Regions from separate parts of the Bicyclus anynana genome. Here region 1 is linked to region 2. The links are chromatin contacts, called in public Hi-C maps. All regions are on one chromosome and are shown on one strand. Each heading gives the region's core, a stretch centred on a gene start, on an enhancer-like site or on the middle of the called end of the contact. The rest is flanking DNA. Distances are from core to core; before and after follow the strand shown. Region 1 has its middle 91 kb from the start of LOC128199890. Region 2 overlaps LOC112046662 (sal-like protein 3).

The links. A called contact is a pair of places that touch in the nucleus more often than the background predicts.
Region 1: a contact with region 2 is called in a Hi-C map of whole body, with 6 times the contacts expected there. The contact joins two enhancer-like sites. A contact is called at or near these places in 2 of 2 Hi-C or Micro-C datasets (whole body and whole larva).

The regions. Positions count from the first base shown.
Region 1 is chr3:9,084,504-9,090,122 of ilBicAnyn1.1, reverse strand. No RefSeq gene overlaps it. Among protein-coding and RNA genes, the nearest start is that of LOC128199890, 91 kb to the left of the region's middle. Within about 2 kb of position 3,677, at least 8 of the 8 cell types and tissues checked have open chromatin away from gene starts, as enhancers often do.
Region 2 is chr3:8,861,258-8,866,798 of ilBicAnyn1.1, reverse strand. It overlaps LOC112046662 (sal-like protein 3), which reads left to right. Exons shown (of 9, transcript XM_024083373.2): 2 at 1-598; 3 at 1,490-1,675; 4 at 1,892-2,025. Among protein-coding and RNA genes, the nearest start is that of LOC112046662, 19 kb to the left of the region's middle. Within about 2 kb of position 1,343, at least 7 of the 8 cell types and tissues checked have open chromatin away from gene starts, as enhancers often do.

The DNA of each region.
Region 1 (5,619 bases), core at 2,428-4,927, 220 kb before region 2:
AGATTGCCCGTGCCACTTCCCCCGATGAGCGTTGTCTCAATGAGCCCTACTACTAACTATAAAAGGTGTTGTTAACTAATTAAATATGGATATATACAATAGCACTAAAACATTTTGGATACTTATCAAATATTACCATTCTATAAATAATGAATAAATGATGAGTGCATTAAAACAAAAAAATGTTTATGCATTCTATGATAAGATAATGAAAACAAATTCATAGGACGCACAAAAAACGCCGGTGCCGGTTATGCCGATGTGCTGGTGTCGTATTCTTATGTAAATGACAACAAAACGCACGCTTCGCCTCGAAGCGTAAATAAACTAAGGGGCCTTGTACAATTATTCCTAAATAAATTATTAAAGTAGATATAAATAAATAGCTAGAAATAAATCATAAAGACTAAATATGTTACTTTCAACTTTTGAACTTTAAAATGGTGCTTATTTGCAAAGTGTGTATTTATTTATTAGGAAGTCAACGTTATATACAAAAAAAAAACTTTTGAATAATTAAACATAACATGCATTAATATTAATATACATTGTGTAACCCACATAAAGGCTAACTTGAGAAATTTAAGGGAAAAATAACATCACTAAGTATATTATGTTCTACCTGCTGATCAGTTTGAAGGCGGTGCTAACCCGTATGTAGGTGTTAGGAAGCCCTGTAAAATGTTTCAAACTGTGTGTTTATAAGTTTGTTTGCTAAAAATAAACGCCAATATTACAAATGTAACTGCACCTTAACAGTCACAATCTATTCCTATAGGTATCTACTTACCTATTAATTTTACAGTCAATGATGTCTTGATGTCATTGACGGCAGTAATAATGATTTTATCCCCAATGAATAGTTTAGTTACTCTCCTACAATGAACTTTTGATAATAATTTACTTTGCATTTCATCGTAAATTCTACCTTCTTAGAAATTTAGCGTAGGATTTAGATAGGATAAGAACTATTTATCTAGTTTATAAGTTGTTGATATTTTTAAAATTAAACCTTATTAAAAAATTAAACTCAACAAGTTAGTTAAGTTAGTGTTTGCGAGACCATCTAGATGTGTGTTGTCAGCAAAAATAATTTGAGGCCCATTCTGAATTCCACGTGGACGAATTCCTGTTATTCGATAATATATCTTAGATCGCTATCTTAAATTTCATGTTCGTCAAGCCGACGAGCACAGCTGGTATGATAGATGTAATATATGCACACCTCCATGCCATAGCTTCCGTACAACGTGTCGTAATAAACAGCTAATTGTCTAACACTGATTATGATGACGCTTTGATTTAGTTTTATGAATAATTCACCGGAAACACCAACTATTGTATGCCGTCCATTTTATAAATGAATGCCTTTGTTATTTTTCCTGATATATTATTAAAAAATATGCAAATCGATCGCAATGCGACAGGATGTTCATTTTTGTAATAATGCCGATGTATTTGCATGTAAATTAAGTCCGTATCCGCGGATGTTGCCATTACAAATTGTAATGTGCATCGTCACAGTTATAAAAATGCACGTTTGATGGGCTCATAACATTGTTCCAGTTTTCGATAAAATTTCCTTTTTTATATTTATTATCGATAAGGTCGCGTCGTTACATTCGGCGGGTAGATAAGCTTTTACAAGGCGAATTATGTTTAACTGGCGTCTTGGTATCGTAATGCTCCAATTTGGAGTGTCACAGAAGGAAGACCGTTTTATAGCAGATCACCTTTTAAAGTTCTCTTTGATACTGAATGTAAAAACGTTATGAAGATGTTTCGTTTAACGGATGTTTGCTACTCGAAATTTTACAGGAAAAAACAACGAAAACATAAATAGACAGAGACAAAGTCACTAGCGAGGTTTAACCTTTGAACTATGGACCTGATTCGCACCCAAATTCACCAACAAAAAAGTCTGTCGTTTTTTGAGGGGGACGAGGTAAACTCACACATCAAAAACATTTAACACCATTAAATATATTCAATACACACACGCGTAATTTTTACACTGACACATCGCTTAGACTATCCACAGAATATACACATAGAATGTTCGATTCGATCGATTTTTTGCTGTTCCGTCAAAAGAATCGATTCTTTTATGAAATTGTTTTTATTACAAATTTGATAAAATTATAGTAGAAATACTTACAAATGTAACGTTACTCCATCATTTACTAAACTACAAGTTTTTGGCCGTTTTTTATGCCATTCAACTACACAAACCGGCATTTTTAAGGAGCTCTTTACACGACGAAAACGATTCCAACAATGAAACATCGACTTTAAAGCAACAGTTTTTATTAAGCGCGTTAGATCATTGATTTTTGATCTTTGCCAGAGGGGTAACTGTCAGCGAGGTATGTCCTGTTATTAATGGTCGAAGGGTTTAACTGATACGCGAATCAGGCGATATGCTAAAAATATTTTTTTCACTGACTCGATTCCAAATCATAGACTATAAAAAAACAGCTTATAAAGCCTTTTTGATGTCTAATGCAAGCTGAAATTATTCAAGTCTTAATGATAGAAACGGCGGGACTGATTTAAAAATTGTGTCTATAGAACTTACTCTATTCGTGACTATTTAGTTGTTCAAAGTATGTATTTATTATACCTATTAAATGTACCTCCTTTTTGCCCTTAGAGCAGTAATTACCTAATTATGTTTATTTACTAGCGGACGCCTGCTTCTTTGCACCCGTGAAATTCGGTTTTTCACAAATTCCGAAGGAACCATTGATTTTTCCGGGTAAAAATTTCCATATCAATAACCTCACTATCTTATAGAGAAAGTCCCATTAAAATCCGTCTAGCCGTTCCAAAGATTAATTAGCCCGGACAAACAGACAGACAGACAAAAATTGTTTATGTTTTGGTACCTATCGTGCAAACAACTATAAGCACTTGAGATAACACAGGTATTATGAAATCACCGATATAGAATAGACATTTCAATTTTATTTGTTATATATCGATTAATTTTAATAATAATTGTTAATGGACCATGAATCGCAAAATTTCCGGTGCTCGTCAGCTGATGTCCCTATTTCCTTGTTCCAGAAATATACAGTATCTTAGAAATCTGATAAGGTTCTATCTCTGTTATAAGTAGTTCCGCTATCGGCCGATAGATGGCGTCAGCTGTATCACAACAGACTGTCGGTTCAATAAAGCTTTTGCAACTAAATAATATAATTGTATCAAGTTTTATCTTAAAAGCACTCTTTTGAGACTTTAAAATTTTTAAATACTCAATATAGATAATTAACTGATTTATATCGGCAAAGATTTTTAATTACAAACATATTTTGTTCGTTAAACATTTAAAAGCAGTTTTTAAAGTGTGCTGATAGTTAAAATTAATGTGTCCACATAAATGCAGTTATGCCAGTCACTCACGATCAAGTTTACGCCAGAGATGTGGGCAGAGAAATAGCATCGAAATATTTGTATAGGTATGCTTTCGGTTTTTTTTAATGTCCAAATTCCTTAGTGTACTTGACGGTATACACTTGATCGTGTGTGTCCGGCGTTATTTGAAAGTGGTTCTCCGTCGGCTCGCTGTGGACGCCGCCGAGGCGCCGACGGGAGTGCAGCGCTCGCTGCGTCAGTGCGGAGTGCAGTCGGGAGGCGCCGCTGCACGCTGCAGGCTGCACGCCCGCCCCGATCCGCCCCATTCCCCACCCCCCGCGCCTCCCTCCCTCGCCTCATCGCCACGACACCAGTTGTTTTGATGTACGGCTACTCCGCTCTATGCAAAACTTGTCTTGTTCCTTCAATATAACGCTACCAGGGTCGCAAGTTCGACCGTTTAACTTCGAAATCTGCAGTTCTGTAGATTGCTCACGCGGGCTCAAGTTTCCGAACACTGTACTAGTAGGTGTTCGCTTTCGGATGTGTTGGCTTCGTGTAATGACTTATTGCTTTGCTTTACTTGGAGTTTGGTATGGTTTTGTCAAATTCAAGAATTAAATTAGGTATATAATTATTACTTACTGTTTATTGTAATAGATGTCTATCTGAGTGCCTATGAGTCATACAATACTTATCAGTAAGTTTACGTAAAACAAGAGTTTAATACAAAGAAGTGCATCAACTTTTTTGATAGGCTCAAATTTCATGCGCCATTGGAAATAAAGTGGACTAAGCTATTGGTTAAGCTTCCACCTTCATACAGGAAGTAAAATAAATACTAATTAAATGAATATGAAACAATGCTATCACGGCTAAGGGCCTCGTATGAGTTCGAAACTAGTCGGGCATACTCCGACCTAATATCACGTGAGTTTTAGCCGTGTTTTATACCTAATCATTTAATACGAATAACACTCACGATAGTTTAAATTCTAAAAATAAAAATTCTAATTAATCTAACTATTGTAAACTATACCTAATGTATGATTTCTTAAAAGACTAACTGTTGAGTTTAATGACAGCTTTTCTCAACAGATCCTGCCTTCCTTAACCGTGGTTTAGTCACTAGTCATTTCAAACAAAAAAACAATAGACGTTTCAAAAGTTCGTATACTAAACCTACTAGAAAATGTCAATCATTATCACAAAATATATCTACATAACATCTACCTATAAAAATACATTTGATACCATAGTGTAATACAGTAATCTGAAAGAGACATACTTACCTTATGAGTTTATCTCAAAATTTCGTCTAGGACGACTCTAACTTGGTAGTTTTAATTCAAATCGATACTTACATCCCAAAACTAAAAAAAATCTTCCATGTGAATCCTGACAAATATGATCGTCGGTACTGACACCATCTCTTAATTTCCAATTAAATTGTTTTTACTCTGTTTACATCTGAGCAGCGTTTACATCGCAAATTTGTCAGGAATCAAGAATCTACCGAAGCTATCGATGCCACACAAAAAGTCGAACGATGGACAGATATGTACGTAAAACATTACTATGTCATGGCGGAGGGATTGTTCGACATCATCCATGTTGCGAAATACCGGAATGTCGTTGTACGAAACCAGTTATCAGCAAAAAGCGAAGTTAATTGATTTCGTTAGTTTAGGCATACTAATTTACTGATAAATATTTAGCGGCCCGCCTTATACGTTTTGCCGCTGCAGATGGCACGTTACTTCTTGTTTTACAATAACAAAATTTTATGGTACCCATCTCGATGAAGCTGCCGCTCATTTTCTTCCCATTCGTAAGTTTTCCCTGAATGAAGATGGACTAACGCGCTTCGATCGTAGATAAGGAGATTTATTGCTGCTATATCGCACAGGTATTTTGTATAAATGGCTACTTGCGTCTGTTCTACGATCAACTACAATTGCCGACTACATAGTTGTCGCCCCGTTTGGTCGTTTGAACAAAAACGCTTCACGATTGTGGTGCGCTGTCGGGTTAAGATAGGCGTCCACATATCGGCATCGTAAGTAACAGTGGTTCAGTTGACGCACTTGTATCATACAATATCTCTATACAAAGAATACTACGATCCGTTTGATGCGATGCGTTCGCTACTTACGATGCAGATATGTGGACGCCGACCTATGGTGGCATGAGCACAGAATAGAGATATGAGATGATACAGAATGAGTCTTCAAGTCAAGCGGTGAGGCCGGTGCAACT
Region 2 (5,541 bases), core at 94-2,593:
CTTAAAGTTCATTTCCAAAGGCATACTTCGAAATTTCCACATGTCAAAATGAACCCTAATCCCGTTCCAGAACATTTGGATAAATATCACCCACCGTTATTAGCGCAATTGTCGCCGGGGCCCATTCCTGGAATGCCGCCACATCCACTTCAGTTTCCCCCAGGAGCCCCAGCTCCTTTTCCGCCAAACTTGCCATTATACAGGCCACCGCATCACGATTTATTGCCTCCACGCCCTTTGGGTGATAAGCCTCTCTCACATCACCCACTTTTTGCTATGCGAGAAGAACAAGACGCACCAGCTGATCTCAGTAAACCTTCCGCACCAAGCCCTCCTCGACCCGCGTCTGATATTTTTAAGTCTGAACCTCAAGACGAAGAGAGTCAACGAGATTCCAGTTTTGAAGAGACTGATCGTATATCACCTAAGCGAGAAATCGAAGACAATGATATAGGACAAGATGCAGAACAAGATCGATACCCATCCACATCACCGTACGATGACTGCAGTATGGATTCCAAATACAGCAACGAAGATCAAATCGGCAGAGATAGTCCACACGTGAAGCCCGATCCAGATCAACCGGAAAATCTCTCAAGTAAGACTTCATCGATATCTGGACCAATTTCAATAGCAACGGGACTACGTACTTTCCCTTCATTTCCACTTTTTCCACACTCCCCCCCAAGTAGTGTTTCTTCGGGTAGCCTTACACCATTTCACCACCATCCCAATAGTACAATGGATAGTGCTCTTACTCGCGACCCATTGTTTTACAATGCAATTTTACCACGTCCAGGTAGCAACGATAACTCTTGGGAAAGCTTAATAGAAATCACGAAAACCTCAGAAACAACAAAATTGCAACAATTAGTAGATAATATCAATAACAAAGTATCTGATCCAAATGAATGTATTGTATGCCATCGCGTATTGTCTTGTAAAAGTGCTTTACAGATGCACTATCGGACTCATACTGGTGAACGACCATTTCGATGCAAATTATGTGGTCGTGCGTTTACCACTAAAGGAAATTTAAAAACACATATGGGAGTGCACCGTATAAAGCCTCCATCACAGTTATTACACCAATGTCCCGTGTGTCATAAAAAATTTTCGGATCCATCAATGTTACATCAACACATCCGTCTTCACACGGGTGAACGAAACAATGTGTTCTTTAACCAGTATCACGATAATGAGATAAACAGTCAGTCATTACCCGGGTCAGACGTCACAGAGTACAATTCCTTCCATTCAATACCGCCTCCTATCTTCCCCACTCCTTCCACTCCCGGCGACCGAAGGGCGGACTCCCGCGGAACCGACGACGAGAGCGGCCGAGACGAGCGCGAGCCCGCCACTCGGGAGTTCGACGACGAACCAGATATCAAAGATCGTCGAACTTCACCGCTCTCCGTCTGCGCCTCGGCGTCCGAATTTGAAGTAAAAACCATCACCACAACGGCTTCCCTCCCATCGGCGACAGGTTCGGAGAGCGGGCGGAGTGCACGGGGGTCGCCACCGTCGCCGTCGCCGTCGCCGTCGGCGCTGTCCACGCCGCCGCGTCTGCCACACCACTCGCCGCTGCCGTCGCCCCCGACGCCCCTGGCGGCGCTCGGCGCGCTCGGCGGATCGCCCTTCAGCCCGCTCGGACTTGCCTTTCCTCCCGCAGGTATGCGATAGCGGGCTCTTGCTATACGTCCGCCCCGGTCGTCCGCTCCACTCCTCTCTCCTAAAAATGATTTACTCAATAACCCCTCTTTGCTGGACAATTCCCATATTAAACTATAAATAACGATTTCCTAGAATTCAACTAAACATTGTGTTGATACGTATTTATGTTCGGAGTTTTATAGTGGCAATGAACAGTCAATTTGTTTGTATGCAGTGCGCGGCAACACAACGTGTACCATCTGCTACAAGACATTCGCCTGCAACTCGGCACTGGAGATCCACTATCGGAGCCACACCAAGGAACGGCCTTTCAAGTGCACCGTCTGCGATAGAGGCTTTTCTACCAAGGTGAGTTAATATTTTATTAAGAATAGTTTTAATAAATACGCAAGTATGTAAAAATTTCACATTTTCACATATTTCATACACCGATACTTCGTATACGTGCAGCTAGCAAAATGATAATCGTGTAGCAGTCACGTTCTAAGTATGAGCTCCGATTGAATACTGCTGGCCCGGCGCCAGCTTTTACTTTATTGTTACGAGTACCAACACAAATAGCGACACAAATCTGCTCTTTTACAACATTTCTTCTAATTTTCACAACATATCAAACCTATCTAATAATTAAACTAGAATAAAATTTTAAAACCAGTAATAACATACATCTAAACGTATCCGCAAATATATGCTTAGTATCTAAACAACCAGTGGATCTACATAAAATTACTTATTTATTAAAATCACGGAAGCCCCTACTCGTATTCGAGCTTTACTCGGAAGTTGGCCGCGACATCGAAAAGCAACTTGCTCGTGCGCTACGACGAACTTTATGCTCCGGTTTCATTTCATCTAAGTTTCAGTGCATTAATTTTGCAGGCCGTAATTACAAGTCCCTAGCCGACGCCTTTAGTTCGCATTAGTTTTAGCCGTTGTCTTTCCTTACATCCGTGCCCACCGACTTGGCAAATAAATGTCGACCAACTCTCGGAAACTGTTGGATATTTGACTGTAAAAATTAATCTAAGTTCATAAATGTATCTCTAAATGTACAAAGACATCATGACGAATGTTTCTTATATATGTAATACTAGCGGACCCGGTCAAGCTTCGCTTTGACTTTTGTGCACTTCTTCCCTACCCTTACCCTACTCCTACCCTCCCCCTACCCTAACCCTTATCCACTACCTAACTATGGCTTTACATTAAAATTTTCGCAGTTCAAAATGATTGTTTTTAAAAAAAGCAGCAGCTAAATGAAAAACAGACTCAAACGAGAAATAAACAAATATGAAATGAGGCTCATCCACTAATTGACAACCACTCAGAGCAACCAACTATAAAATGTACATAATACCAGAGCAAAAAAGTTTTACCTATGATATTATTACTGTACAGTGTAGATTATAAATCGTGATGAAAACTGTAGATGATTGTAGGACTATACCTACTCATACCATATATCTAAACACTCTGTGAGTTCCCGATGAGCACAAAAGAGTTTGAAAACTTTTTATGTAGGTAAATGTTAAGGTATTTATGCAGCCGTCTCTGTCACCCCGTCTACATATTCCTCGCATTAACCTTAAATGGCAGTTAAGTCCTTTAAGCGACTTTCTTTAATGTCTATTTAAGTCTTAGGTAACAAACTACTCACAGGCCGACCACTTCGCGCTTTCGCTGATTTATCGATGTGGCTTGTTAGTTTGATGCAGTTGGAAATGCAATTCTTATTTACGTATGAACTATTGTCTTAAAATAAACCTTACCATTTCATTAATTAAGGAACGTTGAAAAGAGAAATTCCAAATTGTTTTGTTAAAAGTGTTCAATAAATAAATTGCCCACATACTAACGAGTTTATTTTAAGTACGAGTACCTACTTTCTTTAGGAAGATATAAATTCAAAATATTTTTATTTTTATAGACTAAAGCTTGCTTGAAGTAAGTTTACTCAAAAAAATCTCAATAATTATTAAGTGCATCAACAAACACAAGTACAACTACGTTTAATTCAATGTCGTTGCGACATTTCGTCGGATGACAGCTGACCTGAAGCCTCCCCGAATCCTTTCAAATCAAACGGCGGGCGGTATCATAAAAGAAATCCGATCAACAAAGCTCCGGTATACTTACTTATGATCAAATATTTAAATAATAAAGCAACTTGAGGTCTACTCAAAATAATTAATTCAATATTTTATACAATACGCAAAGGTTGTTAAAAGAACACAGCATTTTTTTCTTATTTATATTGCCTACCTACCGGGCAATTCAAGTTTTTAATCAGTTCGACCAATATTTCATACGGGCGTACCGCCGCGCGTCTTGCTCGCTCGTCGCCACAAAAATGATAACTCATAAAAACAACGTCACGAAAAACGATCGGAATATTAATTCACGTCGTAAAATATTTATTGCTTATAAATCCTTGAGCCTTTACCTACGCTTCTCGTCATAAAAAGATTATTTATGCTTGACAAAATAACATTTTTCGTAAGTTTCTGAAAGTGACCACGCGGGACTCTTATCAATAAAATATACCTACTGGAGTTATTTATTGCGGCGCCTCTACTATATTTAAATGGTCTATTACCAGTGGTCTGACAGCGCCATTCATAATGTTATATTATCTACTATTACATATAAGTAGACATTACAAATGTAATTGGAAATCTACCTACGAGTAACTACATACTCGTAGTTCTAAAAACATATCCGCATAAACATAATTATCTAATAGGTCAATGGCCTTCCAGTAATTTAGTACGCAGGTTCCAACTACCTAATACTAGTAGGAACTTTCTGTGATATTTTTTACGAGTTGATTATGCACACGTAGCAACTGTGGGCCTACAAACTACGAAAATATATCTACGTGAACACAAATGTACGGTAAATGATTTTCTAATAAAATGCAATTTTTCACCTTGGTACCTATTTTTCCATAACTAGGTGCCTTCGTTCTGTCAAATCTGTGGTTTATATGGAAACATAAAAGGGTCGTCTTTAACTACTATTTTCCTCAAAATTTTTACGTTACCCTAAGTATAATAACTTAAATGTGCCTAAAATATAAAAATAAAATTAATTTTGATTTGGTTGGGCCGTTCTCCTTTCAACGTTGACTTAACAAATTGATTAACCTATATATATATAATACGTTAATGGTTAATGAGCAAGCTTAAAAGCATAATTTGATTTAGTTCTAAATCAAATTATTTTTATCAGCAGCGATACATGTATTTTTTTAATCACACTGGAAATAGAAATTATGCGTGTACGAAGTGGCCAATAAAATTATTATTGAATACCAGATTGATATAATAAATTCTTAACCAGCGGAGCGATCTAGGCTTTTTTATCCCTGTTCAGAATACGTACCTCAAACTTATAAATAGGTACCGAGGCACGAGTAACATAACTACCTACCTATCAATTTTTTGTCCGTCCACAGTGGAATTTAATTTATGATTCTATCATTTTCAATTAGGTAACAATTAAACTTTGAAAGCCATGCTTTATACCATTATCGACTGATACGAAAAAATAAAACGAATATACGTATCTACGTATTGGCAAGTAGGTAGGTGTATATGTAGATAGGTGTTACGGAACAAGTCCGACGAATGTGCTATGCTTATATTTTCTGGCCTTTGTGACATATTAGAGCCTTTAGAATGTATAAGAGACTCTTACTTACGAACTACTATAAATGTTATAACGTGTTAGATTTTTAATTATTTAATAATTATAATTTATAAATACATAAGACAACATATAAAAACTCCTTCTTCCAGATAAATATTTTAATGTGTACTGTTTATTAATGATTATGGTTTTATTCTGAGGTTTGGTGGGGTA